Linked DNA regions of Sus scrofa: regions 1, 3 and 4 are each linked to region 2. A link is a contact called in public Hi-C and HiChIP or PLAC-seq data. All regions are on one chromosome and are shown on one strand. Each heading gives the region's core, a stretch centred on a gene start, on an enhancer-like site or on the middle of the called end of the contact. The rest is flanking DNA. Distances are from core to core; before and after follow the strand shown.

Evidence for each region. Hi-C and Micro-C count contacts between places; a contact is called where the count stands out from the background. HiChIP or PLAC-seq counts read pairs in DNA pulled down with a chosen protein or histone mark.
Region 1: a contact with region 2 is called in a Hi-C map of subcutaneous adipose tissue, with 2.2 times the contacts expected there. The contact joins the promoter of COX17 here to the promoter of B4GALT4 in region 2. A contact is called at or near these places in 10 of 47 Hi-C or Micro-C datasets (fetal heart ventricle, liver, mesenteric adipose tissue and 4 more) and 1 of 2 datasets of contacts at active chromatin or transcription factors (skeletal muscle).
Region 3: a contact with region 2 is called in an H3K27ac HiChIP or PLAC-seq map of alveolar macrophages. The contact joins the promoter of MAATS1 here to the promoter of B4GALT4 in region 2. A contact is called at or near these places in 14 of 47 Hi-C or Micro-C datasets (alveolar macrophages, blood, embryonic fibroblasts and 8 more) and 2 of 2 datasets of contacts at active chromatin or transcription factors (alveolar macrophages and skeletal muscle).
Region 4: a contact with region 2 is called in an H3K27ac HiChIP or PLAC-seq map of alveolar macrophages. The contact joins the promoter of ADPRH here to the promoter of B4GALT4 in region 2. A contact is called at or near these places in 2 of 47 Hi-C or Micro-C datasets (embryonic fibroblasts and subcutaneous adipose tissue) and 1 of 2 datasets of contacts at active chromatin or transcription factors (alveolar macrophages).

What each region holds. Positions count from the first base shown.
Region 1 is chr13:140,582,872-140,585,659 of Sscrofa11.1, reverse strand. COX17 (COX17 cytochrome c oxidase assembly homolog) reads right to left here and starts at 1,374. Exons shown (of 3, transcript NM_001348525.1): 1 at 1,123-1,374. The coding sequence starts at 1,229.
Region 2 is chr13:140,968,240-140,970,939 of Sscrofa11.1, reverse strand. B4GALT4 (a long non-coding RNA gene) reads right to left here and starts at 1,379. Exons shown (of 7, transcript XR_001300547.2): 1 at 1,278-1,379.
Region 3 is chr13:140,565,688-140,568,387 of Sscrofa11.1, reverse strand. It overlaps MAATS1 (cilia- and flagella-associated protein 91), which reads left to right and starts at 1,412. Exons shown (of 18, transcript XM_003132654.4): 1 at 1,412-1,681. The coding sequence starts at 1,558.
Region 4 is chr13:140,679,886-140,682,585 of Sscrofa11.1, reverse strand. ADPRH (ADP-ribosylarginine hydrolase) reads left to right here and starts at 1,322. Exons shown (of 5, transcript NM_001244347.1): 1 at 1,322-1,613; 2 at 2,421-2,521.

The sequences.
Region 1 (2,788 bases), core at 125-2,624, 390 kb after region 2:
ATGTGAGGACAAAAAGGGACTGGAGGGAGAGGTGTACATTCACATTATCTGAAGATTCCTTCTGAGATTTGTTCCACAACAGAGGCTGTATACAGTAAGAAGAAATGAAAACCTTTTGCAGGTTGATGGTAATTTAGATAAACAATTCTGAACACTACAGTGTCACATATGTTATAGCCTAGTTGATTTTTAAATTATCTACCTAAAACGGTGGGGGGAAGAGTTTAGGGGATTTTCTGTACCGTTAAGAAATGTACCTTGTACCCTACTATGACTAAATTCGGGGAGAAATTACCAGAAAACCGGAAAACTTTTACTCTTTGATCTTGATAAATCTTTTTTTCTTGGCCGCGGGGGAACTATGTGCAACTTCCCGAAAAGAGATCGAACCCGCCCCACGGCAGTCGCTGCTGAGACCACGTGGGATCCTTAACCCCTCTCACCACAAGGGAACTCTGATTTTGCCAAGTCTTCTATCATGGCCCATAAACCATAGTAGAGCAATCATTGAAAAACGTTTCCATTAACTGTTTCCCTTTACTTTTTTTTAAGGGCCGCACCTGGGACATATGGAAGTTCCCAGGCTAGGGGCTGAATCAGAGCTGCATATGCCGGCCTACACCGCAGCCACAGCCACACAGATCCCATTGGCATCTGCGACCGACCTACCCTGCAGTTTGCAGGGCCGGCTCCTTTACCCACTGAACAGACCAGGGATCGAAACTGCATCCTTATGGCTGCTGGTCGGGTTCTTAATCCGGTGAGCCACCACGGGAACTCCTGTGTTTCTTTAAATCAAGTAGCATCCATCCGTTTACAAGCCTTCGGTCCTAAAGCAATGTTTGACCCATAACAGCTGATGAAAAACCTTTTGTAGGAAGGAATGCCTGGATTGAGCGCGGCGGGTCAATCTGACCTCTCTCTGATCCCTTCAACCTTTTCCCCAGGGTAAGCTACGAGCTCAGTCTACAGACAGCTGACTGCGAAGCCTACCCAGGTCTATAACCCTCAAGAGAGCCCCGCGGCAAAGTGAGGGCCACGACCAGCCCTAGTCCGGGCAGCGGCACCCGAAGGCAGTGCACGGAGCCTGCCCCGCCGCCCCCTCCCCGGCTGCGCACTGACCACGCATCGCGCGCTTTCTTGGTCTCCGGGCAGGCGCAGCAGGGCTTCAGCGGCTTCTTCTCCTGCGATTCAGGCGGGGCAGGGATTGCGGCCGCCAGACCCGGCATTTTTCGCGCCGAAAGCTGCAATTAGCTCTGCCACCCCAAACTCTACCGGCCTCCGGACACGCCGATTCGCCCGCAGTTATTTCCGGCAGTCGCTCCAAAACAGAACAGGAAGTCCTGCCTCTCACTCTGACGAACTGGGAGGAAGGGAGGAGGTAAAGAGGAAAAATGTTTTAAAGGGCACGCGCGTGCGCAGAAGAGGCCGAATGATGGCCTTAGTGCTAGGGCGCCTTTTCCGCGCAGGTGCAGAGAGCCCAGGTAAAGTGCAGCGATGTTTGTAGACCAGCATTGAGAGGACCCACAAATGAGGAGACCCGTAAGGCAACTCGGAGAGCTCTCAACCATACACCCAGCTCGAAGTCGAAAACTGAAACTCAAGAAGGTGAAATGACCTGTCTATGCTACAGAAAAAAAAAAAAAACACTAGTGAAAGCCAATTCCTCTTGAGTAACAGACTTAGCGCCCGGCATCTTATGCTTGCCATTATCTGCCTTACTGCCTTCACCACCCCACTTCACCGCTCTAGTTAAAAGTGAGTAGCAAAGGAGTTCCCTAGTGGTCAGCGCAAACGAATCAGACTAGGAACCATGAGGTTTCGGGTTCTATCCCTGGCCTCGTTCAGTGGTTTAAGGATCCAGCGTTGCCCTGAGCTGTGGTGTAGGTCACAGACAGGGCTCAGATCAGGTGTTGATGTGGCTGTGGCATAAGCTGGCAGCAGCTGTGTCTCCGATTAGACCCCTAGCCTGGGAACCTTACCTCACCCACACGCTTTAAATCCTCAGCTAGTTAGTGTTTATAGCTCCCTCTCCAACTGAATTGATTTCCATATGAATTGCCAATCATAGGGCAAATATATTGGTTAGTAAAATTTTAAAATGCCTTTTCATTGTCATTCCTCAAATTCAGTTAATACCTATCCATCTAGGTAAATAAGTAAACTTAGACAGTATTTGCAATAGAATGGACATAACCATTAAGTTTTTTTCCTGCAGAGAATTGTTTGAGGAAGGATGAACTTATTTTTTAAAGCAGGACTTCCAGGCATTGTTAAAATAGCTGTCTAGGGATACGCACTTTGGTTAATCAAACATTGCTTATCACCTAAACCAGCCAATGGTATTGCCCCTCAAGATGGCTGTTTTCTTGCTCTTTGTACATTCCCTGCTCCACCATTTCCTGCTCCACCAACCCCTAAGTGCATGATTGACCTTTCTACATATTTGTCCCAGGCCCCAGCAATGAGATTGTTCTTATCTAAAGAGCGGTGAGGGCAGTGCCTCTCTGCTGGTCTCCCTGGTAACTCATGTGCCAACCTGATGTCAATTCCCACTGTAACTGGCAATCTCCCCTTCCCCTCCAGGAGCAGAGACTTTACCATGTCCTGTCAGACATGTAAGAACCCCCTGGCCATTAAACCATCCATGTCTCTGTCACTGACTCTGGGCTCTTCAGTCATGAAGCTGGGTAGGCACAGGGCTTGCAGACCTGCGGGATGCAGCCTAACACTAAGGTTTGTTTCTGTATTCCAGAGATTCAGCTCAGAATCCTGAGGTGTGTCTGGG
Region 2 (2,700 bases), core at 130-2,629:
GTTACTTCTTTGAGCCTCATACTGTTATGGAATCCCACCGGTATGAAATTAAATTTTTCTCCTGTTTATGTTTCACATCAATTCCATTATTAGACCAGCTAAAGGACCTAGGAGAGGAAAAAAGGAAAAGGTTTTCTCCCCTACAACACAAACAGGCACATTAAAATTTTGCAATTGCATGTGGTTGAAAAGCCAACCCTGCTCTAGAAGATAAAATTCCAAAACGATAAACTGTGGTCGCATTTAGCGTTATCTCTGGCCAGAGAAACGCATTCCAGCCCTCTGGCCCACCAGCTCAGCCCAGGTGCCTAGAAGAGCCCTCAGCCCCTTTTTAAGCCCACTTTCTCAGTCTGGACCCTGAATGTTATTCATCACTATCCAAGATTCCTTCACTTTCTTGCATCCTCAATGTGATTCGCCTTTCTTAAAAGAAATTTAGAAATTAAAAAATAAAAAAAGCAAAAAGTCCCTCAACCTTCAAATTGCTGTTTTCTTCCTCCTCCCTTTCACCACCAAAGGACAGGAAAGGTCTCCCTGTGCCCTGGCCGCCTCCAGGTCCTCAACCCTCACCCACTCTCGAACACTTTGCAATCCAGCACACGCCCACCCCGTTGAGAAGTGCTCTCCCAAGGGTACCAACCCAAAGGCCTTTTCTCAGTCTCAGTCCTCATAGACTTCTTTTTTTTCCCCCCTCAAACCGAGAGTTGGCTCTTATCTAATGGAAGACCGAACAGCAACCGATACGACCGACATAGATGGACGCAGAGCCAGACTAAGGGCAGGTATCCAAGGTACTTTAAAATCCAGTCGACCTCCCCAGCTCTTCGGCCCCTGCAGGCCCCTCGTCGGTATCAGCAGATGGGTTTCCTAGTAGAAACCTTGGTGAAATAGGGCTCCAGGGAGGAAGCAGCTTCTTCACACTGATGCGCCCGGAGGGGAGAGAAGTGCTAGTGGCGACCCCAGAACCTTGAGGTGGGCTCTCGGGGCGGGGGGAACGACCCCTGAGGGCCTACCTGGCAGCATCTCACCTACCATCCCTCCGGCAGCAGAGGGAGCGCCGCGGTGGCCCCGGCACCTGAGCCCGTGCCTCCCTCAGGGCTCGGCCTCTGCAGGCCCCCTGCCCGGCCCCACCGCCCGGAGGAAGGCAGGAGGGCCGTCCCAGGCCCTGGGACCGATCCCGCTCGCCACCCGGTGATGCCCATAGAGCGCCAGCCGCCGCCCTCCCCACGGAATTGCTTGTCCCGGGCGCAGGCGGAGCGGAGGCCCAGCGTACTCACCCCTGACGCGGCCGCGAAGAGCACCACCCGGAGCCAGGGGAGGAGGCAAAAGCTGCAGCAGCCGGGACCGCCCCGCCTCCCGGGAGGCGGCTCCTGCGGGCTGGCTCCGCCTCCCCCGAAGTAGCTGAGGCCGGGCCCCGGGGCCGTCTGCGCGGTCCTATGCAAGCCGAGTCCGATCGACCCAGTAACCGTCCCCGGCCAACAGAAGAAGCACCAGGAGGGAAAACGCCAGCTTATCTTTTGAGTGATCGTAATAAAACCTTATGCCAATACTGCCCTAGGGTCTGCACGCTTCCCAAATCCCATTCTCGTAAATGCTCACAAAACTTTGAGAAGGAGAGATGAACCTTCCCATTTTACGGAGTAGGAAACTGAGGCTTTAGAAGTTAATAAATTTACCTTACATCACCCTGACGAAAGGTTTCAGCTTTCTCAACTGCACAATGTGCCAAATTAACTGACTTCCCCATTTCACAGAACTACTGAGAATATTGAGTTGTGAGAAAACCAAATTTCTTCAGATATTAATACAAAAAGCCAAGACAGAATCATATTTATACTGATGATTTGAGTGAAAAATCATGGAAAGTTCTGCTTAGGCTGGCAGGAGAGCAGACTAGATTCTCTAAGAAATAGGAGATTTTCCAAGAAGCACCCCACTGCAAATGGAACCAACCCTGGGGTCATTGAGCTCTAAGCAGGAGACCTGGGGTTTGCTGAGGGCACACGGAAGATCTCTGCTGGCACTGTGATCTGGCACCCAAACAGGAGAGCCAAACCTGCCCCTTCAGCATCCAGCCAAGACTGTGAAAGAGCACTACTGAGTTTCCCAGTCTCCTGAGGTCCGAGCAGTGGAAACATACTTTATAGGGTGCATCTTCCATTTAGTCCCACAGAATCCAAACAAATACAAATGCACAATCTTTAAAAAAAATCACCAAGCTCCAGGGGCCACACATAATGACAGTGGGCAGGGACTTCTTTTTGTGGCTCAGTGAAAACAAATCTGACTAGTAACCATGAGGATGCAGGTTGGGTCCCTGGCCTCCCTCACTGGGTTAAGGATCCAGCATTGCCAAAGCTGTGGTGTAGATCATAGGCCAGCTGCTACAGTCTGATTTGACCCCTAGCCTTTGAACTTCCTTATGCCAGCAGATGCAGCCCTAAAAAGACAAAAAAAAAAAAAAAAGAAAGAAAAGACAGTGGGCAGAATTAAGACCAAGAGATTTATACTCCCAAAGACATCAGACACTGGAATTGTCTGCTGCAGAATACAGGAGAGCTCTTTTTGAAAATTATTAAGGGGGAAAAAAAAAAAAAGATTTCCCTAGGGGTTATTTACCAGTTACAAAGAGGATATATTATCCATTGGAGAAATCTGGCAGATACCACCTTAACCAAGTACTCAAAGTTAATTTCACCA
Region 3 (2,700 bases), core at 163-2,662, 400 kb after region 2:
TTAACCTGCTGAGCAACAACTGGGAATGCCCAGAAAGTTCTTTTTATAGAAGAATCCCAGGTAAGAAGGAAATTGTTGAAGATATTAGAAATTCACTGTTCTAGATGAAAATCCTGAGATACCAAAATAAAGTGTAAAGAATTTTTTAGATCTTTTGATCAGAAAAAAAAATCTTGGACTCAATCAGGGAAATTTGAATATATACTAAATTTTAAATATAAAGGAATTATTAATTTTGTTAGATTTGATAATGGCAATTATGTTAAAAATCTGTATCAGTTTGAGATGCAGATTAAGGGTAAAATAATGTCTGGGATTTGAAAATGCTCAAGCAAAAGGAGATAGTAGACAGGTGAAACTGGACTGGCAAATTCTTGATAATTATTTACTCCGTGATGATTAGCGCCAGCTCATTACTAAAAGTGGATTCACTCTTGCCTATGTTAAGACATTTCCAGAGTCCTGTTGTGATGCAGCGAATCCGACTAGTAACCATGAGGTTGCTGTTTGATCCCTGGCCTCTCTCAGTGGGTTGAGGATCAGGTGTTGCTGTGAGCTGTGGTGTAGATAGCAGACCCTGCTTGGATCCTGCGTGGCTGTGGCATAGGCATAGGCGTGGCTGTAGCTCGGATTGGACCCCTAGCCTGGGAACCTCCATATGCCGCTGTTGCGGCCCTGAAACAAAAACAAAAACAGACATTTCCATAATAAGTAGTTTTAAAAAGCAAGTCAGTGCGGAATACACCACATCATCTTCGGCTGATTTAATTAGTGCCCAGGGCTCAGAAAGGGGTAGCAGAATGCAGATCAACAGTTACTAACTACCCACCCCACCCCAAATCCTGATTCCCAGGGCAAGGGTTCATAGAGTGTCAAAGTCCAACGTTTAGGAGCTTTCTCAGCTAGCAGAAAAAGCCCCGCGGAAAGGGGATGTCCGAAAGGAAAGCCCCCGACTATTTTTTTCTGAGATTTCCCAGGGATTTCCGAAAGAGGTCGCGGAGTGAAACCGGCAAATCACTGCTGGATTTGAGCAGTAGCCTTTTCCCCAGCCTGCGGGCCCCGCGCATTGATCCTGGATGTACAACTGAAAACTCAAGGCTTGGCCTCTGGAATGAAGCGGGCAGTGTAGCAGATCCTCCCCCGGCCTACTACTTTCCCCTTTTTCCTTCTGAGTGCTGTCCTTTCCTCCCAACCCCTTTCTCCACCCCTCCCGCTCCTTCCCTCTGCACACTTCCTGTCCTCCCGCCCCTGCGCCACGCCCCACGCCTTCCTGCAATCCCCCCGTCTTCCTCCCGGTCGCCAGCCCCGCGCCCCTCCCTTCACTAGCCCCGCCCAGGTTCTTCATCCAGCCCGCCTTTCCTGACCCTCGTCCCGCCCCGTCCTTGTCACTCGGCTCCTCCCCTCTCATGCTAGTTCCGCTCTTCCCTTCTCCGCTTGCGTGCTGTCCTCGCTCCGCCCTTCGTTTCCGCTCTTCCAGGGGGTTACCATAGCTACTGTCCACACAACAGCTAGGTCTCTCAAGTTGGTCCTGGCTGACTGCAGGGCAGAGCCGGCACCATGAGTCATGTTGTGACCATCACCGAGCCCCAGGCCAAACCTCAGATGTCTCAAACCCAGTGCAGAGGGAAGTCGGGGACCTGGGGCAACGTCTCCGCTAGTCGAACGTATGATTTCCTGTATGGTAAGGGCGGCTCCAGATCTCCCTCCTGAGTTGTAGACTCCTGGGACAGATGGGCTTTGAAGATGGTGGGACCTGGCCAGGAGGCTCAGCGGAGGAAAGACTGGCCTCAGGACAGATCCCTTGTCTTGTCTTGGATGGGCAGCTCCAAGCCCTCTGGGTGGTGCACTCTAGGGCATCTCTGAAGACTCAGGTGAGCTGCGTCTTGGAGCAGGGGTAGGGAACACCTGACTCTTCTTCACCCGCTTTTCTTGATAATTTGCACAGCCCAAAGCAATCTTTCTGAAACCCGTTACTGGAGTTTTGGTATCCCATACAGTACCCAATGATTTGCATACTTGGAAATGTTACTGAAGAAAGTTTGGGTGCTCCACTCACAGTGAGGTCAAACAAACCAAAAGAAAAAGGTTTACTGTAGGGCCAAGCAAGAGTGGCTTGGTTCAAACCCCCCCGAAATCCCTGATGGTTTTGGGGAAAAAGTTTTCAATAGCAATATTTAGGGTGAAGGCTGAAGGGTATGTGACTTTTTTTCCTGAGGTCACAGAGGGATGCTTCAGCCATCTTGTGTTGAAATTGCCATCTGGATCACCTGGGTGGGGGCCTTAGTTCTGCAGAAGAGCTCAAAGATAATGTTCTGTATATTTCTTGAGGAGGAACCAGGATCTTGCCCCAAGGCTGCAGTAGTGTTTCTTGACTTCTCCTGACTTGTCTCTGCATCCCCTCCTTTCTCATTATCCACTGTTTGAATCTGCTCTTTGAAACTCAGGTAAGGTCAAGGAGGCTATATGAAGCCTATTTCCTACAAACAAGAAGGAGGGGGGGGTTGGGGGCACACAAAGGATTTGTATCCATCAAGGAGCCCTATAGCATCCTGCTTGGTTTCAGAGACTGACTCAACACTCCCACATTCAAACTGCATAAAATGCCCTTCCAGTTCTCATTCTCTGGCCTCTTCCAAATTTGGCATCTAGGTAAGGAAGGGCCAGTTTATTTCATCTTTGTTTTTAGCTTTCTCTTTTCTT
Region 4 (2,700 bases), core at 73-2,572, 290 kb after region 2:
TTGGCCATGGTGTAGTTGGAGGTGAACTGAATATCAGGTCTCATATTTCTTTGTATCAGTGTGAAAGGGAATTAATCCTAGAGGCATTACCTTATCTGAACATTTGGATTCAATTATAGTAATAATACTATTACAAATGACGGAGTGAAATGCTTACAATGTGAAAGCTCAGTGGTTAAAAAGGATCTAAAATTGTATATACGAAATGATCTGATTTTTTTAAAATGTGCATAATATAAAGACTAAGTATTTACAGTGGGAGTGGTGTAATGTGGGTGGTTTCTATTTCTTCTAAAATTTCTTTCTACACATAACATAAAAATTCTTACTGTGAAAGATTATGTTTCCCCTTATTTCTCTCCCTATTCCCTGCAAACTCTCCCTGAAAGGTAATCATAACTGTTATTAACAATTGGCTGTGTATCCTTTGTCAATTTACACACACGCACAGAGTTTTTTTCACATAAATATATTCTTCATTCTAAAACTTGATTTTTTTTTTTTACTTAATGAAATGTTTTCAAACTTTTCCCTTGTAAGCCTGATTATTTATCCAAAGCCTATTGATTTAAATGTCTACCTTTTTTGAAAAGTTCCGTAATTATGCCATAACTTAGGAGAAGAAATCTCATTCTCCCCTGTAAACATTCTGAGGTTATTCTAATTTTCTGCTTTGGAAAACAACTCTTCAAAGAAATCCAGGAACATTTATTTTGTGAACCCATGAGGGTATTTTTTATGAGATATTCTTATAAGTTTTCACAGCTTTTCTGCTGGAAGTGTGCATTATTTTTATCATAAAAATTTTTTTATTTAAGAACAAAAACCGTAAGTCAACAGCCTAAAATGAGATCATTTGGCTGGGTCTACTCCATGAAGGCAGGGTTCTGTCAGGGCCTAGCATCCATCTGGTACACAGCAGGTATTTAATGTCTGCAGCGAAAAAGATACAGCATAGCAAACTAAAATTATGGGGAAGGCCATAGAATTTCTACATATGGTGATTCTTTTAAGGTGACATTAATTTATTCAGACAAAATACTTTTTTCTTTGCTTTTATTTACTATCAGAATGAAAAAGTCCTATTCTGCTACCAAATAAACGACAGAGTTAAAATTACTTAATTCAACCCTAACCACCACCCTAAGAGACAGGTACTATTATTGTCCCAATTTAAGGGTGCGAGACCCAGAAGCGTGACAAAGGCGCCGCGAGGTAACGTCTTCCCAGCGGCGCGATGCCAGCAGAGGCTGAGGCCTCCACCCGAGGTCACACGAGAGTGCCCAACAGTCTCACGAGAGCGGGGGCCGGAGCCCCGCCATTTCGCGGTGCCTCGGAAGCCGAAGGGGGTGGGAGGCGCAGGTCTCGCCGCCCTGACCCGGCGCTAGGGGCCCCCGCGACTCGCTCAAGCCGAGCCCGGCGCAGCTGCAAGCGCCGGAAACTGGCCCAGGTCAGCCGAACCCGAGCGCGGTCCCCGAACTCGGCGGCGCGCTCCACCCGGATTCCCCACGCTCGGCTCGGCTCGGCTCGGCTCGGCTCGGGGCGGGGCCCTCCCCGCGCCGTGACCTCCGGGCGCCCGGGCCCGAGCTCCCTGCTCTTACCAAGGCCGCCAGGTACCCTCCCCGCCGGCAGCCCCAGCGCCTGCGCGCTCTTCTTCTCGCTGCGACCCGGTCCTCCCCGCTCCCCACCCTTCTCGCCAGGTCCCCGCGCCCCCGGCGACCCGTTACACCCGTCCGCCTCCCTCATGTGCGCTCGTCCCCCGCGGTAGCCGGGGAGCCACCTCCACCTCCTGTAGGGGCCGGGCGTGTCTCCCACTCCCAGGCACCCCACCCCTCAAAAAAGCTGCGGACTGTCCGGAAGCTGCTGCCCAGACCGCAGTTTTGAACTTGTAGTTCGGGGATGAGACTGTAAACTAAAAGTTAGAGGAGTTTAAAGAATAACAGCATCCTGAGAGCGGGAGGCCAGAGCAGTACGTAAAAGCTAGAGGAAAATTTCCTTCAGAAAGAAATACATGGTCATCGTCCCCAGCCCTGCTGGCAACTCACGAAAAGGAAGTTGAGGGCTTTGGTAGAGAGGGTACAGGGGGTTAAAAGCTGGTCTTCCTAAACCAGCTAAGCTTGGTCTCTGAAGCTCGCAACGCTGGACAGGAGCCCAGGCTGCATCTATAGCGCTCCTCCTCCCCCACAATCCAGTTTACCGGTGAGAAAATCTAATCCAGGATGGGTGGCTGCTATACAATCACACACCTGATTCTGGGCAGAGCCGAGACTGTTAGCCCAGAACTCCAGATTCTAGCCATCATTTATAAACAATAAAATATGTAATGTTTTACAAATAACTTCTGTGAGCCAAGAAGTTAAGCATGATCAGTAACTCGGTAATGGTCCGCTCAGTCTGTCTTCATCTTTCACTCTTCTCAGTTGCTTGCCAGCCTTCATGCCCTGGCCCACGGCAGTGCACCTGGAGAAGGACTCCTGGAAGCCTAAGAACTTGAACTTAACCCTGAGTAAATAGGCTTTAGGTAAGAGGAGGGGAAAAGAGCTTGAGCTGAGGGGAGGATGAACTAGTCCACCAGTCTTTAAAAAAGTGTTTGCTTGGCCTGTGCAAATGGTGTGGATGGTAGAGTGGGGGCAGATGGTGAAGGGCTTCCAGACTGGGTGCTACAGGAAATAGAGCACAATGGGGAACTGGAAATGCATG